Regions from separate parts of the Mus musculus genome. Here region 2 is linked to region 1. Evidence: chromatin contacts called from public Hi-C data. All regions are on one chromosome and are shown on one strand. Each heading gives the region's core, a stretch centred on a gene start, on an enhancer-like site or on the middle of the called end of the contact. The rest is flanking DNA. Distances are from core to core; before and after follow the strand shown.

The links. A called contact is a pair of places that touch in the nucleus more often than the background predicts.
Region 2: a contact with region 1 is called in a Hi-C map of forebrain, with 3 times the contacts expected there. The contact joins two enhancer-like sites. A contact is called at or near these places in 22 of 39 promoter capture datasets (the 3T3-L1 cell line, 3T3-L1-derived adipocytes, the C10 cell line and 15 more), 4 of 15 datasets of contacts at CTCF or cohesin (embryonic stem cells, large pre-B cells, pro-B cells and 1 more), 60 of 484 Hi-C or Micro-C datasets (the 63-12 cell line, B cells, the BV-2 cell line and 37 more), 15 of 115 datasets of contacts at active chromatin or transcription factors (a beta-TC-6 cell line, bone marrow-derived dendritic cells, cardiomyocytes and 9 more) and 3 of 9 other capture datasets (adipose tissue, embryonic stem cells and liver).

The regions. Positions count from the first base shown.
Region 1 is chr12:104,735,958-104,739,292 of GRCm38.p6, forward strand. All of the region lies in intron 1 of Dicer1 (dicer 1, ribonuclease type III), which reads right to left. Among named protein-coding and RNA genes, the nearest start is that of Dicer1, 14 kb to the right of the region's middle. Within about 2 kb of position 1,899, at least 18 of the 459 cell types and tissues checked have an H3K27ac peak or open chromatin away from gene starts, as enhancers often do. A contact at or near this core is called in forebrain, where this site is marked.
Region 2 is chr12:104,937,571-104,940,928 of GRCm38.p6, forward strand. Syne3 (spectrin repeat containing, nuclear envelope family member 3) reads right to left here. Exons shown (of 19, transcript NM_001042699.2): 17 at 3,036-3,185; 18 at 2,012-2,050. Among named protein-coding and RNA genes, the nearest start is that of Syne3, 59 kb to the right of the region's middle. Within about 2 kb of position 1,966, at least 28 of the 459 cell types and tissues checked have an H3K27ac peak or open chromatin away from gene starts, as enhancers often do. A contact at or near this core is called in forebrain, where this site is marked.

The DNA of each region.
Region 1 (3,335 bases), core at 649-3,148:
AGGTAACTCTGTGACTATCACTCAGTATCCACTCTGTACTCTTCAGCAGAGTAAATCTGCTTGCCAAAGCTGCCAAGGCTTTGTTTCACTTTCTACTATCTGCCAGTCACCTAGCCCTCACCCCATGGCACACGCCTCTCTTTGGGCAAGGAACTGATTCATGATAATCCAATGACAAAAGATTGGGGCCTTTCAGTCACTGGCTGAAAAGCAATTCTTCCCCTATGAACACGCTTCAAGAAATGCCAGTCCCATCTGCTGCTGAAATCATTTGACAGCCATGAAAAAGATGTACTTCCAAGAGTAACAATAAGAGACTTGGTCCCTGGTAACATCAATGAGCAGCTCAATCAATCAACCTCAAAGCTCAGCCTAACATCCTTGCCAAACACATGAGCCAACAAATTCCCTTACCGTCCAATGTGAGGTATGCAACTCTGAACAAATGGCACTATAAATCACCATTATTGCTTCTATAAAAGATCTAAAGGGGGGGAGAGAAATAAAAGGAAGGATGAAAGAAAGAAAAAGGGACAGTCAGGGACAGACCTGAAAGAAAGCCATCAGACTAGAAACTTGAGATCATCCCAGAGAGGCCCTCCAGCCAGGCAGACCACAAGCTAGGCACATTCAGGAGTCCAACATGGCTCATGCAAGAGACAGGGATGACCTCCATCTAGAAGCTTCCGTGACTTCTGAAGTTTAGACATTCTCTCCTTATTTGTTCTTATGAGTATTTTTGAAACTTTTAGTAAATCTTCTTGAAATTACTAATATTCATAAACTAAAGTATTCTTCTAGAACTTTAAAAAATTCTTAGCTTTGAAATACCCCCTCTTGCTTTAAAATGGTCAATTAGATTGTGTGACTTTGAGCCACGGTCCTGATTCACAGATGGGACAGACACAACGAACAAAGTACGCAGGTGTGCAGAAAGCCAAGTCAGTTGAGTGGCGCAAGCAGCTTCCCTCTGCTGTCCTAACATAAACACTTTACACAGACTCTCCCTCTCTGTGTTCTTCCTGGAACACAAGCTCCCTCAGAACAAGAGATGGGCTTCATTTCTCTGTGTATATCAAATCTGCTGCTCCTAGCCACACAATAACAGAACACAATCAGGGGCAAGTCCGTATGTTTTTATTTGGTTTGGAAATGAATGTTGCCATCTCTAATGGTAGAAGATAAGATGTTATGAGGTGGAAGACAGCAATTGAACCCTTCCAACTATATTTTCCATAAGATCATAGTATTTAAATTAATTTTTATTCATTTTATACATGGTAGCTGGCCCCAGTAAAACACTTTCTAGTCAGGGAAAGCAAGCCCAATATTAACACATCAATAGGTAACCTAATCATGTAATAACAGGAAAACCTAGAAAAGTTCCGCCAATTTTTACTTTCTTTGGCATGTGTCAGTTGATTTCGTTTTAAACTTAGCCATAAGTGAAAGGCCCAGAACCCCTGATGCTATATAACAGTTTGAGTCTTGTCGATGAGCCATCATTAACTTCTTTGATAGAGCCAAAGGATTAACCCCCAAGTGATTCTTTTCAATTATGGGTTTTAATTTCTTATCAAATAATGTACACTGATGAAACTGGCAAAGCTGTTTGGCAGCTTCTGTGAGTTCCTTACTTAGCAATACTGACGGAGACTGGGGTGTAGCGCAGAGCCCTTACCTAATGCAAAGCAAGACCTTGATTCAGGACCCAACACCACAAAAACAGCAACCAAACAGACAAAAAGAATAACGTAATAACACACAAAACTAAGCCCTCGTCCTCTCCGCCGCTGAGAACCCAGATTTACCGTTTTAATGTCTGCGAGCGCTGTGCTGCTGCTGTCTGAACTGCATTCTGACATTGTGACAGCTCATTGGAAACTCACAGCATGCCCACGCTTCCGCTCTAAAATAAATGCACAAACAGTCAAGCATAAGATGCCTGTTAAGGGAATGCACACACCAGAGTCCCACTCAATGAGGAGCTGAGCAACAAGCCATGATTTTGTATCAACTTTTAAACAAAAGACATTTTAGGAGTTGGGGATATTTTAGGATGCCAAGTGTTCTTCTAAAACAAGGATCAGAGAATGAGAGGCAACGCAGGAAAGCTTGACCTACAGAAAGAGAAAGCTGCAGCCAAGCCCAAGGAAAGACTTCTAAAGAATACGTACATGCGACTCAAACGGTAAAGACCATGCTTTACAGATTACAGAGAAGCAAAGAAGGAATCACGTGTTACTTCCCAGATTCACATGTATGAAAAGCAAACAAAAATCAGCGAGGAGATACTTAGCCAAGACACCCAAATAAACCGAGAGTTAAGTCTTTAGAGTATGCATGAAATCCAACAGTAATTCCAAAGTAACAAATGAAATTAAATACAAACGCCAAGAACTGTTAAACCTGTTCTATCCACTCTTTCATCAAACTGGTTTATAAGACAGCTCAAGACTAGAATTAACAATGCTAGTGTTGGGAAAAAATAAATATGGGATGCCTTTCCTAAATGATTATTATGATTCAAAAACAAAAGAAAGCAAGCTGTAAGGAGTACGTGTAAGAAGCCGATAGGAAAAGCTTAGCGAGCTCAACCCTGATCTTAACAGCTCTAACGCCGGCCGGGCTTGGGGGTCAGCTCGCTGAACCCATACTGCGAACACACAGCAAGGCCAGGCCAGTGCACAGCTGGCTCTTGGCACTCATTGACACCCAAGCCTTTCAAGCACTCATGGGCAGGTAAACACATTTGTACACTTTAGCTGGCTGCTAATAAATCAGACTGAGACAACAGAACACTACTTTAATAGGTACATATTTACCTCGAAATGCTGACTCTAAGTTCTTTCAGAGTTTCCAAGTCTGTATTTATGCATACCCTAGGCAACCTAAAAGCAATCAGAGAGAGTATTTTAGAAGACACAACTCATTTTTTTAACAACAACAACAAAAAAACAATGTTAAGAAATTGACTTCACAAATTAGCTACTTAATAATCTTTTTATATTTAACATCAGAATAAAATCCTTCATAAAATTATTTACTAAAAGACATGACTGAAAGAACTAGCTGTTAAAATTAGCATTTCACTCTAATACAACTGTGAAAACGAAGCAAGTTCAGTCAGACAGGAGGGAAAGCACTTGGCAGAGCACGACAGATTCCCCCCCCACCCCACCTGCCTGTAAGCCTGCTGAACACCACACTCTTCAGCACCCCGTGCTTCTTGCCTCCCAGCCTCTGTCTGTCTGTCTGTCTCCTAAGGCTACCTCATCCTTCACCAGATTTTATTTTTCCAAGACAGGGCTTCTCTGTGTAACCCTGGCTGTTCT
Region 2 (3,358 bases), core at 716-3,215, 200 kb after region 1:
GAGGGTTTTTTTTGAAGAAGAAGAGGAAGAGGAGGAGGAGGAAGAGGAGGAGGAGGAGGAGGAGGAAGAGAAGAGGAAGGAGAAGGAGGAGAGGAGGAAGGAGGAGGAGGAAGGAGGAGGAGGAAGAAGAAGGAGGAGGAGGAGGAGGAAGGAGGAGGAGGAAGAAGAAGAAGGAGGAGGAGGCCACAGCGGCAACAGCTCTTTGTAACTTTGTAGAACATAATGTTACGTCTCAGTGACTAAAGGTTGGCTGCCCCTGATCAACTCTGGCCTAGGGTGCATGGATGTGGACTCTCAATCATGGAGGGGCTTAAAGTGCAGCAACCACAGGCAGATTGAACACTGATCTTGGGACTTCCATTTCCTCCAGGGGCCACCAGGCCAGGCAGTAGGGATCACATGCCCTTTCCTGACACCTTTGCACTCCACAAAGTTCACATCATTCTGAACTACGGCGAAACACACCTCCCTCAGCACCTCCTGGCTTCACAAAAGCCTTCAAATTAATCCACAGAGTAAATGAAGCCAGTGTGGGCTTCCATTTCACACATCACGAAAGACATGGGAAGACCTAAGGCAGGGTCATCTGTCCAAGGCCACAAAGCTGAAAGGCCCAGGGCTCAGCCTTGGTCTCCCAAAGCTGCCAGAGGCCAGGATTGAACCCAGGGTGTCCACACCAGGGATGCTGACTCTGGGGCACGAGGGATCTGAAGTGACGCCGGGTCCTTTGAACCAGACTGTGCTGTGGACTCACGTTATTAGGGTCAACGTTTGGCAAGAAAACAGTGGTAACACTGGGGACAGCAAGGGACAGGATTGGGGAGACCCTCCGAGCCCCAGGGAGGCCTCCAAGGCACCCTGTGAGACAGCAAAGCATTAGGTGCTGAGGCTGATGCCAGTTAGCAGTCACATGCTGCTGGGCACATCTTGTCTCCATGATGTTCCCTCCACGGGCTTAGAGCTGGGTTAAGGAAGCTATTCCTTGTGAGTGGCAGAGTGCATGGAGATGCCCAGCCACGACTGTCCTGGCTTGAGTTGCAGATGTCCCCACAGAATCGTGGTTTGGACAGCTCGACCCCTAGGTGGCTGTCCCTATTAGGGGAGGTTACAGAGACTATGAGAGTTGGAGCCTAGCTGGCTGAAGCTTATGCCCAGGTCTCAGTACTCAATTTCCCCCTCTCCCCCTTCCTCCCCACCCCTTCTCTCTCTTTCCCTCCCCTTCTCCCAGCCTCTCCCTCTCCCTTCATTGCTAGTTGGTCAGGAAGTGAGCGGGCAGCCATCCTCTGCCACAGGCAGAGCAACGACTTACTGCCCAAGCCCATGCATGAGTCTAAGGATCATGGGTGCATTCTCTAAAACCCGGAGCACCTTAAACAGCACTGCAAAAAGAACTGAGGCCACTGAGCACCAGTCCTGACACCCAGATCCTAGGCTGTGTCATCTGGTGTGACACCTGGTGTCACCTTAGGGGTGCCACCTAGAGGGCAGGAACTGGCACTGTTCTCGCTTTCGCCGTGACCAGTACGGGAAGAGCCAAAGTGTTTCAGTGGACAGCAGTGGGCACAGCCTGTCTGGCAGAGCAAAGGACTCCACCACCCTTTCTAATGAGTCCCCTGGGGCCAAAAAGGCCACAAGATCTATTTGCCTGGGATAGTCCAGGCTCCTGGGCCAGTCCTGGTTTACATCTGCTGTCACAGGTATAATCAGTGCAGCATTCAGTCTCTCTCCAGAGTGTCCCGAGGCCTGGATGACAAATCCAGGGTCCTTCTCAGTCTCACGTCAAGGCTAAGTCATCTACACACACTTCAATCCCTCCCTGAGCCTGGGGCTTCCTGAGAACACACACCTCGGGGGCCCAGCCCATTACAGACCAAAGCTGATTCTCCATCTGTGATCTCCAGCTCTCCGGGAACATTCTAGAAAACCCAGACACCCTGCGCCAGAGTCACAGGCTCCAAGCCTTGCACATTCTCTGCCCTCTAGCTGTGTGGAACAGATGGCAGACACGTACCTTCTGGAATGCAGTCAGCTCCCCCGGAGAACTCTCGGTCTGTTATTTTAGGGAAAGGAGAAGAAATGGGGTTTAAAAAAAAAAAAAGTCAGCTAGGCGCGTAAAACTTAAACCCCAGCAGAACCCCCGTAACAGAATATTCATTCTGTCAGGGGAGTATTTTGTTCAAACTGCTGGTCATCTGGACAGCCTGCACCAGCAGGGGATCCCATTTAATGAGCTTTTTAACACACTTCAGGTCCAGGTGGCACTGTCTGGATGGCCTTGGCCAGGGCTCGGAATGTGGTCGATATGGCCTGGGCTGAGCTGACACCTAGTGGCCAACCTGGCAATTGCAGAGCCAAAAAAGCCTGGCTTGCCTCAAGCTGTGGCTGAAAAGTGGGGTCCAGGGAGCCACCCTACCCGCTCCTTCCTGGACCCAGGACACTTAACTTCTTTGTCTCGCTTTGGTCACCAGACCCTCTCCTACACGGGCAAGTTAGGAGGTCATGGTCTTTAACAAAGGCTATCATTATCTTAACCAATGGTTTTCGTAGGGACAGGAGGTCCAGGAGATAAAAGGGCTAGCCAGGAAGAGAGGAGCCGAGGCTCAGGATTCAGCTCCATATGGCATCCCCATGGCAACACCACGCCCCAGTGAAGGGCTATGTGGCCCTTCTAGCCTTGGGGTTAGGAGTGGGACTCAGCTATTCCCCCTGGAGTCTGGGATGCAGCTATTCCAGCAGAAGGTGGTTCTAGGATCAAATGGGAAATGATGTAAAACTATAACACAGAGGGAGCAAGACATCTTTATGTACTAAGCAGGAGTCACTGCCCTTAGTCATAGACTCCAGCCTCCCTGGGAGGTAAGATGGATAAATAATATTACAAGAACCTGAGAGCCAAGAGTGTTCCTCTCCTCCTTTAAGCAGCCACCGTGGCCTGATAATATGGACACGCAGGAATGAACATGCATAGATGCAATTCTGTCTCCCCGAGACATGGTTGCCTCCTGGGACCCCCAACCTTTGGCCCCAGCACCTACCAGCAGGTGGCCAGAGTCCTTGAGCTTGGACTTGTACAGCATCCACCGGTAGCGCAGATCTTCCAGCTCGTTGGAGGGGTCCCTTGCCGGCCTGAGACGAAGCAGGTTCTCAAAGAGGTGCTGGCCTTCTGGGATTCGGGCCTCCAGCTCCTGAGAGAGAAGGTGGCATCATGCCACAGATGCCCAGTGGCTCAAGAACCCCACCTGGCTGATAAGGATGCCAATCAAGGGCCCCATGAAGCATGCTGGGAGATGTGGGCAGGGCCAGTAATATGAGATTCTCATCCATGCAAGTTTTTTAAAAAGGGTTTTTAGGGATGGAG